Regions from separate parts of the Mus musculus genome. Here region 1 is linked to region 2. The links are chromatin contacts, called in public HiChIP or PLAC-seq maps. All regions are on one chromosome and are shown on one strand. The core of a region is the stretch at or near the end of the contact, and the rest is flanking DNA. Distances in the headings are between cores, read along the strand shown. Region 1 holds the start of Art2b (ADP-ribosyltransferase 2b). Region 2 has its middle 36 kb from the start of Pde2a.

Region 1 (3,718 bases), core at 50-2,549, 170 kb before region 2:
CCTGCAACTCAGGGGACACTTTAAATCTCCACCCTCAAGAAGCAGTGAAAACAATAAACATCCATAACTCTAAAGAAGGCAGGCCGTGTTGGTCTATTACCTTTCTTTCTCCTTTTCTTTATGTGTGTACATGACACCTACTCATGCGTGTGCTTGCATGTGTGGGGACATGGATGTGCTTGCATGTGCTTGCATGTGTGGGGACATGCATGTGGAAGCAGAGGACAACCTCTGCTCTATTCACTCAGGCACTGTCCACCAGTTTTGTAAAGACAGGGTTTCCCACGGGCCTGAGACACATCGAGTAGGCTGTTCTGTCTAGTGAAGTTCGGGGGATCACACAAATCCATTTCTTTCCAACTCCCAGTGCTGGAATTACAAGTGCATTCTCCGTACCCTGATTTTCTCCTTAGGGCTCTGGGAATCAAACTCGGGTCTATGTTTGCAAGGCAAATATGGTACACACTGAGCTATCTCCTCAGTTTGTGTTTTCTATTATTTTCACAAAATTCTTAATGCTGTAAAGTTTACAATCAATGTGTCCACTTAGTTCACAGTCTAACTACCATGGCAGTGCTGGCTGGTTAGGGTTTTCCTGGCAGAGTCACAATGTGGCAGAGAAGCCACTGCCATGTGCAGAAGGGAGTACATGCAAGAGAGGAAACCAGACAGGCAGAGGCTGGACTTGCTCTTGCAAAAACTGAGTAGGATCCCACAAGACTCAATCGATCTCTTCTGATGGTGATGCCCTCCAGGACCTGGTCCCTTCCCAATAGACCTCACCTCTTAAAGGTTTCATTACCTTCATATGGGCACACTGGCTCATTGGAGGACAGCCATAGCCAATATAGAACATAGTGAGTACTGATACAATTAAGAGACTTCATTCAGAGGTATCAAGTTGACTGAGAGCCCCAAGGTAATCCAACACAGACAACAGTTTACATATCTGGGCAAAGAAAAACACCACAGCCTATCAGCGATCTGCAAACATATGTCTTGTCCGTTTTCCTCAGGACATCTGTGCATCTCTGAGTACTAACAAGATTAATTAATCATAGCTCCTTACTAGATAGATAGAGAAGATATTGATGACCACATCACTGGTAAGGGACCCAAGCAGATTGGTTCACAGAGTCCTGATATGCCATTCTGGGAGTAGTGTGAGCAGGAGCCTGGATGCGACATAGACACTGAGTCATTACCCCAGAGCTGCTCCATCAACAGAATGTTAATCGACTGTGTGCACACCTCTTTCATTGTCTTATATTTGCTTGCAGCTGTTTTTTAACTTGACGATGACATCAAAAATTTTCAAGTTCTTCCTAACTTGGTGGCTAACCCAGCAGGTAATATTCTCAACCCACATCCTGTTGACCTCTCTTTCCCCTGCCCACCTCTTTGCAATATGACAGTTCCCACAGTTGAGTCTGTGGTAGCGGATGTTGGAGAGCATGAACCTTTGAAGAGGTAATATAGAGATAATATCACAGAGCTGTGTGTGTGTGGGGGGGGTGAATATGAGCAATCTGCAATGATATATGAATATGCAAAGGTCATGATGAGGCCTCTTGTTTTGTGTGCTCACTAAAGAACTAATTGAGTAAACAAGGAAGTATAGTATCTGCAAACACACAGGAGTCAGAGATCTCAGCCTTGCCTTTCTCCCTTCTGAGGATGGAATGAGATTGTGTCCATGCCTGAGCCATGTGTGAGGTGGGTGTATGTGACATCTCATGCTGCAGGCTCCACAGCATCCAGCACATGCTGGGAACTTAGCAAACTTAGTGGTAACAGAGGGCCCTGCTTTTTTCTTTCAGGTGACTGGCCTTGCAGTGCCTTTCATGCTAGACATGGCTCCTAATGCATTTGATGATCAGTATGAGAGCTGTGTCGAAGACATGGAGAAAAAGGCACCCCAGCTGTTACAAGAAGACTTCAACATGAATGAGGAATTAAAACTTGAGTGGGAAAAAGCAGAGATAAATTGGAAAGAGATCAAAAACAGTACGAGTTATCCGGCAGGTTTCCATGATTTCCATGGGACAGCTTTAGTTGCCTACACTGGGAACCTCGCTATAGATTTTAACAGAGCTGTTAGAGACTTCAAGAAAAGTCCGGATAACTTCCACTACAAGGCCTTCCATTACTACTTAACAAGAGCTGTTCAGCTTTTGAATGACCAGGGTTGTAGTTTAGTTTACCGAGGTACTAAAGTCATGTTTGAATACACTGGGAAGGGCTCTGTGCGATTTGGGCAGTTCAGTTCTTCATCTTTAACAAAGAGAGTAGCTCTTTCTTCAAATTTTTTCAGTAATCATGGGACACTATTTATCATCAGAACCTGCTTGGGGGTTAATATCAAAGAATTCTCCTCATTCCCTCGTGAAGAGGAGGTGTTAATTCCAGGCTATGAAGTATATCACAAAGTCACAGCACAAAATGATAATGGGTATAATGAAATATTTCTGGACTCCCCAGAAAGGAAGAAGAGCAACTTCAATTGCTTCTATAATGGTTCTGCTCAAACAGTCAACATTGATTTCAGTATATCAGGTGAGTCTGTCTGTGTTAGAGATGGAGCTGGCAGGGGACCTCATGAAATGGAAGAGGAGGTGCTCCCTACTTGAAGCAATATGATAGACAGTGCACATGGTGAGGGTCTGGAACAGTGAATGGTAGCATTGGTAAAGACAAGGACATGTGCTGCAGTAATGGTACATCAGAAATGATTGAAACAGTGAGCCATATCAGGAAAAAAACTATTACCAGTCAGAGTAGCCCTGACACCCTGAAGGGTTTCTGATAACATGAGAAGTCTTTGGAGGCAGAAGTGGAACTATGGGAAGAGATCACAGGGATTTTATGTGTTTGCATAGAGAAATTTTGAATTTGGATTAATCCCAGGGAAATCATGAGACCTACCCAGGTACAGAGTACATCAAGAAGGATTCTGTCCATGTGGGCCAAAAGGTCCATGTCCAGGACAGGCAGACTGAGAGCCACAAGTAAGGTCTAGTTCACACCAACTAGTATAGAATACATGGTGCTTCAATAATAGACCTTCAGAAGTTTCACACTTCTTGGGTGAAGAAGGGAAAGCCTGCATATTCCATAGAAGGCTAGGGAAGACTCTGGGTAGGGAAGGCTTCCTATCATTATCGTCATCATCATCATCATCATCATCTTCTTCTTCTTCTTCTTCTTCTTCTTCTTCTTCTTCTTCTTCTTCTTCTTCTTCTTCTTCATCATCATCATCATCATCATCATTCTAGACAGTATCTTAGAGCACAGAACCTGGGACATGGTGGCAATCCATCCATTTGCTCACTCTCCTGGAATCTGAGTACTTTATCAACAGTACTGAGTGTGCTGGAAGAGTCTAGCCAGGCACCCTATCCCTCTAGAGCTTACTGTCTTGGGTTTTGAGCTATATATAAAATTCGGGATTTTAGGGGAGATATCCATGCCCTGAGAGATCCCACACTGAACACTCTCTTTCTCCTTCCTTCTTCAGGATCCAGAGAGAGCTGTGTATCCCTGTTCCTTGTGGTTCTCCTCGGTCTTCTGGTCCAGCAGCTTACTCTTGCTGAGCTGTAGCCCTCTCCTGTGTGCAGTCTGTGGGCTGAGTGTTGAAGGGAGGCTAAGGGGCAAGCACTTGATTGGTTGTTTAAGAGCTATAGAAGGGGGGAGGTGGGATCCTTTCAGGGGAGGTCTG
Region 2 (3,489 bases), core at 869-3,368:
TTGAGTGATTACATAAGCCAGGAGGAAGGCAGCTGCAACGTGACTGCACAGAGGCCAGGAGACAAGTCAAGTCTGGGTTGCAAGGCGGGGGTCTCCTCCTGGACTCTGCACACTCTAATCTAGGGCAGAGACAAGTCTTTACAGGACCAGAAAGCAACCATTGTGCACAGGTTGCAAAGTCCTCCCTATGTCTAGGCACTTAAGGAAGGGTCTACCCCACCCCACCCCACCCCACCCCCCAAAACTAGCTCTCAGGTTTCTAGACAACCTAAGGCCAGATTCTGATGAAGCTGTAGAACCTGCCAGGGACTCCTCTTCAGCAAGGAAGACACAAATGAGAAAAGGGTACCTGCCAGGACGGGTTGTCCCAAGCCTATCTGTCCTTGGTAGGCCACTCTCTGGCCACCCTGGGTCTCCCAAGGGTGAAGTGAGAGAACACACGAAGCCTTGGCACAGCAGGTATTCCATATCCTCACTGGCAAGGCAAAGGGCTAGTTGGGGGTTTCACAGGGAGTCCAAACTCACATTGAGCTGACTTCTCTGCCCTGAGTAAACTGACATGGGTGGCCAACTATGAAGTCTGTGGGGCCCTAGGCAAGCCCCTGAGCTCTGTTGGTGTTTGCAGTATCTTTCCTGCAGTGTCCAGGGAGCATCAGAGCCTTCGTTCGAGTCCTGCAGCCCACAGTGCAGTGAGTCAAGGAGGGGTAGGACTAGAACAGGTTGCAGGCAGATGCGGTGACCAGCACTGGGCACCAGCACAAGGCCCACAGCCATCAGGCCCATGGGGTTCCTCCTACGCACCCCCCCAAACCCCGGAGGAGGAAGGCTGTGCCCACCCAGACTGTGTTGCCATGACGCTCACTGGTCTCCATGGTTCCAGGCACACAGCCCTCCCCTCATCAAGAGGAGGGCTGAAGGTGACAGGAGCTGAGGAGATGTGGGTTCCTGGCACCCCCTCCTAGTCTATCTCTCTGCCTGGATCCTTGGGGTTCCTCGACTTGAACCTCCGGGAGACAAAGCAGAGAAGAATGACAGTTTCCACTTCAGAGTCAAAAGAGTGACAAAGAGGGGACTTATGCATAGAAGACAGTCAAGATTGCAGGGGAGTGGCAGAGGGGGGAGGGAGGGCGGAATGGCAAGAGGGAGGGCACACTCAAGTCACCAGGCAGAGTGCCTCCCAGCTGATAAGGAGTGGGAGGTACAGTCCTCAGGCCCAGCTCTTTGGTCTGTGGGTGGGGGTGGGCGGACAGAACAGAGGAGGAGGAGGTGGGGGAGGGGCAGCAGCAGGAGGGAGAACAATTTTCCTAGAGAGCTCTTTGTGTGTGGATGTCCCTCCTCCACGTGCTCTGTGTGTGTGTGTGTGTGTGTGTGTGTGTGATGCACTTGAGTTATGGCAGTGCAAGCTGAGGTGTGCAGGCACGTGTGTGCAGAGCATGAGTGTGTGCCTGTGGCCTGTGTCACTGTGTCTCCAGGGTGATAAATACAGCAGTAGGAGCTGTAACCAGGGCAGAGGAAGTGTGGAAATTTCCACAGGCTGAAAGTAGCATAGAGGAGGGCACATGCCAGGGCCAGTGAGCTCTTCAAGGAGCCATCCCCCTGGTTGGTTAGCTGGGTACAAATCCTCCCCATGTTTTCATAGAACATGGACACTGGGAACAAGAATCCAAAGGCATTCCCTGACAGGAGAGGCAGGGAGATTCTGACCAGCTCTGTGTGGGTGTGGGTGCGCACGTGCATGCATGTGTGTCAGTGAGACAGAAACAGTCACACAGTCTGAGAGTAGGATCTGGGTCATTCAGGTCACTAAGTACTTAAGTAGTAGAAAAGATGCTGTTTTCTGGTAGGGACAAGATCCTAAAGGGCCCATTAGACAGGGATGTAGTCGTGTCTCCTAGGTAGCCAGTAGAGCTAAGACCTGACAGCTAGGGTGTGGAGGGGAGGCCTTAGGGTGTCTGGTGCTGAGGGTGTGAGGCCCTGGGGTTGCATGGGTGTTAAGATCCAGCTACAACAGGTCCTTACTTCAGGCCATCTACATTTGTCTGTCTCTCTTCAGCATCCCCTACCCTCCAGGCTTCAGGACATGAGCCCTTCATGAATCCCTCTGAGCAGCATCCTCTCTCCTCAAGGGTTTCCTCCTCCCCCACACCACTTACTCATCTGCCCCACGTGTGCGGCAAAAGCTCTGCACACAGCAGGTATTCAACAAGTGCTTGGTGAGTGAGGGCTGAACACAGGAAGTAGTCACTAAGTGCTGGCTGAACCTCTCAAGCTCTTCTCCTGTATGTCACAAAGATGTCACTGCGGATATATCTAGGAAGACTAGCAAGGGGCACGGCTGGCACTTCACACTTACCTGCGCCTGCTCATTCAGTGTTCCCAGGAGGCTATCGGGATGCAGCTTAGCTCCAAAGGACAGAGAGCACACAGACGATCAGAGATCTAAGTAACTGTCAAAGCCACGTGGACTATAAAGGATATCTGCCTACCCATCTATGCTTTCCAAAACAGAACTGTGGGCAGGCAGCAATAAGAGCCAGGGGGTAGGAAAGAGGTTCCATGCCCCCTCCAGCCCCAGGGTTAGTACGGAGGTAGCAGGGTCCAGCTTTACCCCCACCTGTCTCACTACAGCCTGTGTACCCAGAGCTCCCTGGAGCCAAGGGTTCCTGGGTCCTCACTGCTGGATATCATGCAGAGTGGGAGGGTTGAAATGAAGGAGCCAGAAGAGAGAAAGGCAGATACCCCAGCCCTCTTCTGCCCCATATCCTACCCTGCCCACTTTTCCCCAACACTCCACCAGCAATGCTCGGTGCCCAGGCTGTGCCCTACTACAGCCTTTTCTCTCAGAGTTCCCTCCCTATTCTCCTCCCCAACATCCAATCCCACCCCCAACCACACTCCTCCAGGAAGTCCTTCCTCCTTCAGGCTCCCACCCCTAACTCTGGGCTCCTCCCATCCCAAGCAACCTAAAGTACCAAGTGCATCCCTCCCTTCTGGCACTGGCTCCAGTATTAGGAATCCTTGAGACAACAGAACCTTCTGCTCTGCCCCCCCCCCCCAACACTGTAGTCACAGGTATTTTTCACGAAGGTTGAGTCTCAATCCTGCAGGGATGTGACCTCACGCCAAGGGAAAGCACTCTACAGTGTCACATAGTGCTGGCTACGGGGAGCGCTCACAAAAGGGGAGAACAGGCTAAGAGCAGGAGGAAAGCTGAGGAGACTCTAATGTCAGGCAGGGAAAGCTGAGAGCAGAGGCTCAGGCTTAGGTTTGCATTCTGTAGGCATTGGGCGAAGGGCTCCTCTCATGTCCTAGAGCCCAGGAGATCAAAGCAAAGCACCTCTACTGTGCTGTCTTACAACACATCACTAGTTGCTGGCCAGAGGCAGGGCTGAGTGGTCCAGCTGGCAGAAGAACAAAGCCAGATCCAGGAATATCACTGGGAGGGGAAGGAGAGGAGGGAGGGAGGAAGTGTTGCAGGTGTAGGGAGGG

Evidence for each region. HiChIP or PLAC-seq counts read pairs in DNA pulled down with a chosen protein or histone mark.
Region 1: an H3K27ac HiChIP or PLAC-seq map of T-cell acute lymphoblastic leukemia shows a contact between it and region 2, with 5 times the contacts expected there. The contact joins the promoter of Art2b here to the enhancer-like site in region 2. A contact is called at or near these places in 13 of 39 promoter capture datasets (the 3T3-L1 cell line, the C10 cell line, the HPC-7 cell line and 5 more), 1 of 15 datasets of contacts at CTCF or cohesin (large pre-B cells), 2 of 115 datasets of contacts at active chromatin or transcription factors (T-cell acute lymphoblastic leukemia and large pre-B cells) and 3 of 9 other capture datasets (adipose tissue, embryonic stem cells and liver).

What each region holds. Positions count from the first base shown.
Region 1 is chr7:101,578,742-101,582,459 of GRCm38.p6, reverse strand. Art2b (ADP-ribosyltransferase 2b) reads left to right here and starts at 1,299. Exons shown (of 3, transcript NM_019915.3): 1 at 1,299-1,349; 2 at 1,821-2,556; 3 at 3,518-3,718. The coding sequence starts at 1,299. The coding sequence ends at 3,600. It overlaps Gm45995 (a long non-coding RNA gene), which reads right to left and starts at 1,539. Exons shown (of 2, transcript XR_001778239.2): 1 at 803-1,539.
Region 2 is chr7:101,413,075-101,416,563 of GRCm38.p6, reverse strand. No RefSeq gene overlaps it. Among named protein-coding and RNA genes, the nearest start is that of Pde2a, 36 kb to the left of the region's middle. Within about 2 kb of position 2,118, at least 56 of the 459 cell types and tissues checked have an H3K27ac peak or open chromatin away from gene starts, as enhancers often do. A contact at or near this core is called in T-cell acute lymphoblastic leukemia, where this site is marked.